2 separate regions of the Ctenopharyngodon idella genome follow, and region 1 is linked to region 2. Evidence: chromatin contacts called from public Hi-C data. All regions are on one chromosome and are shown on one strand. Each heading gives the region's core, a stretch centred on a gene start, on an enhancer-like site or on the middle of the called end of the contact. The rest is flanking DNA. Distances are from core to core; before and after follow the strand shown.

The links. Hi-C and Micro-C count contacts between places; a contact is called where the count stands out from the background.
Region 1: a Hi-C map of muscle shows a contact between it and region 2, with 5 times the contacts expected there. The contact joins the promoter of rps16 here to the promoter of acss3 in region 2. A contact is called at or near these places in 2 of 2 Hi-C or Micro-C datasets (both in muscle).

Annotation. Positions count from the first base shown.
Region 1 is chr4:4,182,937-4,187,944 of HZGC01, forward strand. rps16 (ribosomal protein S16) reads left to right here and starts at 3,639. Exons shown (of 6, transcript XM_051892119.1): 1 at 3,639-3,732; 2 at 3,823-3,874; 3 at 4,514-4,615. The coding sequence starts at 3,827.
Region 2 is chr4:4,054,993-4,059,825 of HZGC01, forward strand. It overlaps acss3 (acyl-CoA synthetase short chain family member 3), which reads right to left and starts at 3,218. Exons shown (of 16, transcript XM_051890709.1): 1 at 2,699-3,218; 2 at 1,082-1,226; 3 at 413-601; 4 at 165-299. The coding sequence starts at 3,096.

The sequences.
Region 1 (5,008 bases), core at 2,389-4,888, 130 kb after region 2:
TTTTTCAAATCTTTAACTGTCAAAGCTACCTCATTACTGATTTTTTATTTTTTTTGGAGCTCAGCAGCCATCCAATTACACAGACTGTAAACACACTCTCAACAGGTAAATTACTTCTTTCTTAAAATGTCTAAAATTTTAACTTTCAAGTTGTTACTGGTTTCCTACCAGTCAATGTCTTTTTCTCATTTTAGTTCAACAAAACATGTGTGAAACATTCTTTTCAGTTAAGGATACTTATCTTCTCATCTCCACTAAGGAACAGAGATATTGAATTTATGATCCACATTGTTAGATTTTTTTTTAAGTATTACTTTATGCATAAACATACCCAGTCACAAAAAAACATTAATGCTATCCCATGACTTTATAACATTGTAAAGGGCTCACATACTGTCCATTTTTGCTAATTTTGGCCTTTATAAACATAATTGTTTTTACATAAATAAAAGAGATATAGCACTATAGCACTTTCAAAGCATGGTTCTTTATGGAACCTTATAAAAAGGATTCTATTTAGCACCAAAAAGGGTTCTGCTATTGTTACAAGCCGAAGAACCCTAATTTGGTACTGTTTAGAACCATTTTTCTTAAGAGTGCAGATAAGACCAGCAATTAGCTTTTTCAGCAGGGGTTCCATTAGCATCCATTAACATTCTTTTGATAGTTCATCTAATTCTATCTATAACAACACAAGGACATCTACATGTGACAATTCTTTCAGCATTACTTCACCACCCCAACTCCACCTTTATTTCTCAGATTTCTAATTAACTTCAATTCATTAATTAAGTAGTCCAGTGATGGAACTTAGAGCCCAAGTCATGTCATGCTCGAGCTCGTCCATTAGCCAAAACTCTTCATCTGTATCAATGTCCTATTATACATGTGGACTTGTGAAAGAGTGTTTAAGTTTAGATACTGCAAAGTCAATTACCTCAACAAAAGGATTTCGAATACAAATGGTGGCTGTTTTGAATGAGCTTCATAGATCTCTGAGAGGAACTAACCTACTAAAGCAATGACCATCAACAGGAACGATCAAACCAGACTTTACAATGGTAGACTTCAGTGATCAAAAGAGGTGTTATTAACAAGCACCATAATGAGCAAACCAGATCTACATTTTATAGCAATGTATGTATTATATGAACAAGCTACATAGGATAAAAGTTGCATGTTGAGATCCATTCTAAAGAACAAAACTAATATTGTATTCTGACCAAGAAAGATTTTACACGAGCTTTGCAATGAAACCATATTCACCATATTCACACTTGAAGTGCCAAAGTTGTGATGGCACATCTGTTGAGTGTGTTATAGCCAAAAAGGGAGTGAAAGGAAGACACTGGTTGAGTGTTTGTGTGCTGGATAGTGACAGGCTGGTATAAAAGTGCTTTGGCAGGAGTCCTCATTATCTCATCGAAAAACAAACAGCAGCGTGTCGACCAAGTGAGCTCTATTTCCCCCACAATAGACCCAACATCTGCCTGACTCTGCTACTGTTCAGCTACCCCTCACACACACACACACACACACAGCCTTCTCCACTAATTAACACCCTTTGCTTATTGTTACACATCTCACAAACACACCTCAGTATAAACAGGGCAAAAGGTACCGTGAGTAAGTGTGAAATGCAAATCTCACAATCCTCTTCAAAGCACCGTTGCTAACAGAGGGCGTTAAGGTGGAGGGAGAAAGATGGGATGACAAAATGCATCCTGACTCTGCACCTCCGGTGTTTGTGTAATTAATGGCTGGAGAGGTGAAGAAAGGTGTGAAAGAAGGAAGATGCCATGTTGAAGGACAGAGACAGGATAGATAGATAGATAGATAGATAGATAGATAGATAGATAGATAGATAGATAGATAGATAGATAGAACTGTTTATACAACTGATCAATACTTTCAACTTTCAAATCCCTTTGAAACTCAGACTAATTGGTCTGAATTTCAGTCAAGAAGAAACTTGTTTGGTGTGTAACTGTTCAGTGAAGCTGTCAGTTGAGTACCTGAAAGGCATCAGTTTCTCAGTCTGAAGACTCTGATGTCCTCTTGTCTTCTGGGCCTTCAGTTCTCTCTCTGTGTTAGTTAGATCCACTTTGCTTTTTTCTGTCAAGACAGTAGTGCACACTAATACACACATAAAGACTTCATATCTCAAAAGAACAATAGACTGGTGGGAATGACTAGAGAAAGCATTTTATAAGCATGTGCTAACTGCTAGGATAATAAGAAAGTTTCTCTAGTACTAAGCTAGCACTCTGATAACTTACTAGAATGATAAGATAATGATAACACAGTAATACTTACAACGGTGATTTGCCTTCACCGATAAAGATCAAATGTACAAATACATTCAAATAAAACCCTTATTTAAACACAAATAAAGACTTTAAAATAGTATACATTTAAAATTATACTTAAAAGTCATGTTCTGTTGAGATTATGAGATGAGACTATATATTTGGCACTCCAAAGACCCCAGTGATGTATGTAAAAGGAAAAAAATAAAATAAAATAAATAAATAAAAAAGTTCATTGTACATTTCATTGAGATTAACCTCTTATTTTCTTCAAATTCTTATAATATATTCCTCTGGTCTAAACTGTATCCAGCAGGATAACACAAAAAGTTGACAAAAATGTTACTGCCCTTGTGAAAAAGTACACTTTAGCATACTTATCACAGAAATTATATACTTAATACGCTTAATTGTGAACTGAATGTAATGTTTTCAATATATAGATAGACAGACAGACAGATAGACAGATAGATAGATAGATAGATAGATAGATAGATAGATAGATAGATAGATAGATAGATCAAGATCATACTTCACATGTGCAGTTTTTACTTTGAGGATGAAGTATACTACAGTTAAGTGCACTTCTTTTTCACAAGGGTGTAGTAGGCTATCCATTGATCCGTTATAATTATTTTGTTTCTGTTTAAGGACAATTTGACACCAGCAAATACATAGTATAGAAAAAAATACAATAAATTAAAAATCACAGCTGACTTAAGTGTATCTAGTGTGTACAACAGTCAGATCATCCTATTAAAATTAGAGAAGCTATTAACCCTTGGGGTATAAAACAGAAAATTGGGGTTAAAATTATTACTATAATGCTTTTCAATTGTTTCTTAACCTAGCATATATATCAAAAATCATCAAAAGTATGACGTAATATGAAAGATGATGCACTTGGTCTGCCAAGCTCATTCGACTCCAATGGTGTTGATTCGACTGATTCTTGTAACAGAGCGCCATCTAGTGTTGAGGTGTAACATTAAGCATGTGGAATAAAAAAGTCAAAACAATTTTTTATTTTTATTTTAAACGCTGGTTTCAGAGCATTTTTGTTGTTGTTGTTGTTGTTGTTGTTTTTTTTTTTTTTTTTTAATGATCGTTTTGATGTAATAATAAGTATAGTAATCGGAATGATCGGATCTCTTTGAAATTTGAATATGCTTCCTTCACATGAGAAGGAAAATGAGGTGGATCATAACAGTGTTACAGATAAAATCTATAAATATTAGTTCATTTATTTAATTACGTGAATATTTGTTGTTTGAACTGTTGTGAAGTGTTAAGAATTAAAAAAAAAAAAAATCTTTAGCAATGACGACTGTCGTAAACACAAGAGTCTTTACGACAGCGCCCCTGCTTTTGCGCACGGGAAACCCCTGTGCGGCCTCTCCGAACGGCGCTCGAGCTCTGAAAGGTTTGTTCCTCAAGCGGTTCTCACTAATATACGTGTTTAAAGATAAATTTATGCTTAAATTAAAGGACAATTACTTTGTTTTTATTCCAGAATCATGCCAGCTAAAGGTCCTCTACAGTCTGTCCAGGTTTTTGGACGTAAAGTGAGTATTTAAAGGCTGTATGTCCTCATGTGCTCGCGCACGGCGCTGATGAGGGTTTGAGGTTAGCTGGCTATGCTAACAGATGTGTGAGGTTGTAAAAGACTGTGATGCCAATGTTTTATATAGTCGATGTAATAAACATAACAGTTAGAGGCCATTAACAAGTATATGTGCTTTTAAACCACTTAAAATGTAAAATAAGCCTATGTCCCGTTTAGATTGACAGTGAGTGATGAATATTGTGTTGGTAATACATTTTGCTGACACGTGGGACAGTCTAGTGTGTACATGTACAGCTGTAAATGATACAAAACAGTTGCTTTTGCATCCGATCTGCATATTTTCTGTTGTTAAATAGTTTGATAGATATATAGCAGACAGTCGTCTTGTCCGTCTTGCTAACAACTGTTAGCCTGTACTTGTGCTTGGCTTATTATAGCAATGGTTCTCGATTCTGATCATAAGAATATCCTAGAATATAGTATTTAGGGGATCTTTTGAATGTGCAATGCTTTGGTTCATCAGTAGCAAGATTTAAGACCACATATATCTTAGTGTCATATTTAGTTTAAATATGTAAGAGCATGAGTCTCATGTAATGGAGATGAGTTGGCTGATCTATTTGTTCACTATCAACAGAAAACAGCCACTGCTGTTGCCCACTGCAAGAGGGGAAACGGACTTATTAAAGTCAATGGAAGACCTCTTGAGATGATCGAGCCTGTTACTCTGCAGTACAAGGTACTTTTAACACAGACATTGAGTGCTTAGAATAGAAATATTCAGATCTCTATTTCAGTAAACACTTGAATGATTTGTTAATGGAATAGTTCACACAAATAATGTAGATTTGTTCATTACTCATTCATGCTGTTCCAAACCGGTATAACTTTTTTTTTTTTTTCTGTGGAAAATAAAGTGTATTTTTAAAGCATATCCAGATTTCAATTGGTGCTGTCAGCTTTCTGCAAGAAACACGCCAAAATGGAAGATTTTGTTTACTGAAAACCTTGGAAATTGTTGCCATGTTCATGGGAAAATTATGCCGCTTTTCAGTGTATTAATACTGTTTACATTCATGAATCAAACCAGTCCAGTTCTCAAGTTCAACTCATTGATTCAATCAGCGCATAT
Region 2 (4,833 bases), core at 1,968-4,467:
GGTTGAATTTAGAGGTACACTCTTTTAGAAAGGGGACTACATTTGCATTTGTATTCTCTCACTGCAGAATTATCTTCTCTTTTACCAGTTAATAGGCAGTAGAAACTGTGCCAGTTTGATAATGAGACTGATGTCCAGGTGCCATGGGGTTTCTAATAGCTCACCATGCTGGGCCGGTTGTAGATGAGGACTTTATGTGGTTTGTGAGTGCTGAGCTCCAGAGCTTTCTCCACCAGGGGAATGTACGCCACTCTTCTGCCCGGCTCGATGCCAAATGATGCAGTCACCAGCAACTTGGGCTGCGGAGAAAAAGATGATTTAAGAGGGAAAGTGGTTTTCGCAACCTCAGCGGAGATATGCATTTACAAAAATAGTTTATTCATTTTCATAATAAGAAAACCCAAAGGCTTGCCTTAGCATGGTCGATACGAACGGAGAGCTCTTTGGAGGCGAATCCTCCAAATATGAGGCTGTGGGTGGCACCAATACGGGCACATGCCAACATGGCGAACATAGCCTGAGGAACCATGGGCATATAGATCACCACCAGATCACCCGTCTTCACGCCATGCCTCACCAGAACACCCGCCAACCTGGACACCTACAAAAACAGGTGTGTGGAAGCTAAATTTTATGGATACGTATACAAATTCTGACAAACTGGAGGCAAGTCAGAAATCCTACAATATCAATTGATCAAAACAACAGAAAATGGACATTAAATGCAAATTGGTCCAGCATTTTGGAAGAGGAGGAAGGTTCCTGGTTTCAAAGACTTGATGTGCGGTCAACATCTGATCTTGTCCGGTGAATTTTCATGGGCAAAATCCAGTCATTTCAATAGGAATCCACACAATTGGGAATTTCGCGTGAGGGCGAAAGATTGCCCATACAGATTTATCAACAGGTTCAAGTTGATCACGCAAATTTGCTGCACTGGCCAACAGAGAGCTGCTTTTTTTTTTTTTTAATGACTTCTGTGTGAGCTGCGCTTCATACATCACTACACTATTGACGACCATTTTTGCCCAAGAAATTTCACCAAATTTTCACTAATGTGACCGCACCTTTAGTGTTTTACCTGCTCCTGCATTTCTCTGTATGTGATGACTTGTTTAGTGCCGGTAACTGGACTGTCATAAATGACAGCTGCTTGATCACCTCTTCCATTCTCCACATGCCGATCAACAGCATTATAACACATGTTCAGCTTTCCTCCAACAAACCTGTAATGGAAACCGGTGTTCTTAAAGAAATAGTTGAACAAAAGCAATATTCACATTATGATACCTTGACCATGATAAATTAAGTGTTTTTTTTTTTTTTTGGGGGGGGGGGGGGGTCCCATGGTAAAAATCGTGTTCCGGGGAGTAAAATACTCGTTTTTGGTGGAGTTCCCTGGTAAAATTAGCATTCCAGGGGCTAAATATCATGTTATTTGGGGTCCCACGGACATGAAAAACAACCCGCAGCAACAGCGTAAAAGTAGCCCAGTTCCACAGGAAAACAGCGGACCTGGCAACACTGCACCTACAGTCTTTACACATTACAAAAGAGAGCAATCAGAATCATCAATAATGATGTTGGATATCTGGAACAGACAAATTCATTATTCTTAAAGTCACATACACTGAAGTTCATTGATCTGGTTAAATTTAAGATGGCACAAGTCATGTTTTAAGTAAGAAATAATTTACTTCTGGGAAATTTACAAACGTTTATGGAAAGGCAGGGTGGGTATAACTTGAGAGAAGAATTAAACTTTAAAATGCTCAAAATAAGAACAACTCTTAAATGTATGTGCATCACTATTTGTGGGGTGAGGTTGTGGAATAGTTTGGAGCAGGTGTAAAAAGTTGTATAAAACGTGTTATTAAAAGAATATGAGGATAAACAGAGGTGATTGTGGGTTATAATACTGATTGCTTTGAGATATGTGATTATAGGGTGATGGGTTCTTTGTAAAAAATTTGGTTGGTGTTTAAAATTAATGTATATTTGTTATCTTGCTATGAATATATAATAATATGTATAAAATATATACAAGGAACTACTTAGAGTTGTATAAGGGGTGGGAAAATAACAAGCATTTGCTTCATCTCGAGAGAGAGAAAAATAAACAATGGATAAATATAATTCAGATTTAAAGATGTTGATATATAAATCCTATCCTCTTGCTGAACCACATTCTCATTTATTCAATGTCAACCCACAACAAACACAAAAAACGCAATTCCCTACACGGAAGGGGGCGTTGAGACAGGAAGCGTTCGTCTGCGCTGTTTTTGATTGGTCTAGACACCCATGAGTCAGATATACGTCATTTCGTTGCGTCGCGCGCCATTGGCGTTGCGTTTTTAAAAGAGGGGCGTTAAATTAAAAAGAAATGCAAATTGTCATAATTCACTCTCCCTCATGTTTTATTTCTCCCAAAAACCATGTCTGACTTACTTCCTTCTTTCAGAGTAACTGTTGTTTTGCAGAATGTTAGGGCCTGAACGGCTCAGTCACTATTCACTTTCATAGCATTTATTTTTCCATACGGTGACAGCGAATGGTGACTGAGGCTGTCATTGTGCCTCACATAATTTTAGGGTGAACTTTCCCTTTAACGACAGTTATCGCGCTCGAGACCCTTGCGTTCAATTCCATTCTGTGACTGTTACTGGAATATGTCAACGCCCCATTCTGTACTTACCATTTTGGAAACACTGTATCCGTATTATCCAGAGTTTTGGTCCAGTGTTCAAACCAAGTGATACCACGAGCCGCTCCACTCCAGAACTTTTCGGGTTTGTCACGTGCCAGGCCAAACGCGTCCTCATAAGTGTATTGTGATGAAAATGCACGAATAAAATGTTTTCTGTGTTCGTTATAATTTGTGTTTGGCGTACAAGCTAGCGGTATACTTCCATGTCCGATATTTGTCTTTACCTTTTGCAGGTATGGTCCAGATACACCTGTGCAAGAAAACTTAATACCCAACAAACATCTTGAACCTACAACACACACTGTTTTGTTACATTCCTTAACTCTAGACACAGTTACATTTCCAATGCAGATGTGTTTTAAACGCGTAGTTTGGAAAAGACGCATGTTTTTGGGTTTTCTTTTCAGAATAGCGTCGTTTCAGCTTCAACGTTTGCTGCCGAACAACAGTGAAAAGAGAGAGCTCCAAATTTCACAACTCAAAAATGGCCGCGCAATAATTCAATACTTCAGATCACAGCCAGAGGCCACTCCAAGATACTGCAATCCATGCAATGCGATAGTTACATAATGTTGTGGCTTTCTGAGGTGTCCTGCATGATTTATGAAACGCAATGTTTAAGCAGTGCTATAGTATGCATATAAATGCGTCTAGGAAAATAGCCAATACCACTTGTTTCAAATTCCAAGAACCTCCAAATATGAAGGCAGCTATATATTTTCATGCGTGAGAACAGATATTAATCCAGCAAAGCCTGAAATATTAAAGAATATTCAAACATTCTAGTAGATGATTAAGATTATTTAAAAATAAATGTTCCTCAAAAGACTGATGTATCATATGTTGTGCCACATGTATATTGGCACAACACTGTATTCAAAGACAATTATTAAATTATTATGTGGGAAAATTGAGTCTTTTTCTACTCTGAGCACTGTCAGCTTTAAATAAAAGACACATTTTTTTGTTCAGCATTTTTCAGGAAAAAATATTGTTCCAAAGCAGCTTTGCCTTAAAACCCTGTTAAGCAAGCTGAGGGCAACAGTGAACAGAGGAAACCCAGAAAATACAACACTACACATTTAGAAAGCAGGATGAAACAGTAACAATGTTGAGGTTTTTGATTGTTTTTCCTTTTTATTTTTTTTTTACACCATTGGTCTGAATTTTCCAGTGACCCCCTAGCACATCCATGGCCTACAGTCAAATCAATAACAGAAAGAAATTGTATTGGAAAATCATGCTGCCTGGTTAATGAGAGCCCATGCATGGTAATAAGAGCAATGAATTGGGGGCATTAGCCTTTTGGAACAGATTGTAAATACAAATATCACAGGAAAATGCATAAATATGGATATAAGTCAACCTAATAGAGCCTGAATATGTATTGCTAATATTATCATCTAAAAAACATACTGATGAATAAACAATGACTACAGGATATTATTTCTACTCTCCATGTTTGTTGTTCTGTCTCTATCTATCTATCTATCTATCTATCTGGCTGTGTTCAGAGTACTACTTAGTGAATGCTGTGTATATACTCAGTGCTGGGTAGTAACTGATTACATGTAATCTGGGTTACGTAATCAGATTCCAAAAAGTTAGTAGTTGTAATTAGATTATATTACATTTTAAAATACTCGCAATCAGACTACAGTTACTTTTTTTTTTACTGATTACATAATTACATGTTCTCACAAGAAGCCTCTGAAAATTTAAGTTCATAAGTTAGAGATAACTTTTCATTAAACTCATGAACCCATTCCATCACGAACCCCGGTCTAAGAAATCCTGACGTAATGTAATATTTAATGCACTTTATGTTGTTCATGAAACGAATGGAATCTATTGTCTTGTATTTTTATATCAATATGGTACTAAAATATCCTATCCAAGTTAGGTCAAAAGTAATCTAAAAGTAATCAAAAAGTAGTCAGATTATATTACCTTAAATGTGTAAAGTAATGGATTACGTTACTAATACTTTTGTTATGTAATTTGGAATTAGTAATCTACCCAGCATTGCATATACTTGCCAAGATCACCAGCTGAAGTGCCCTTGATAGCCACCAGAGGACTCTCCACCCCAGACTACTGCCACACCATCTCGGACTACATTA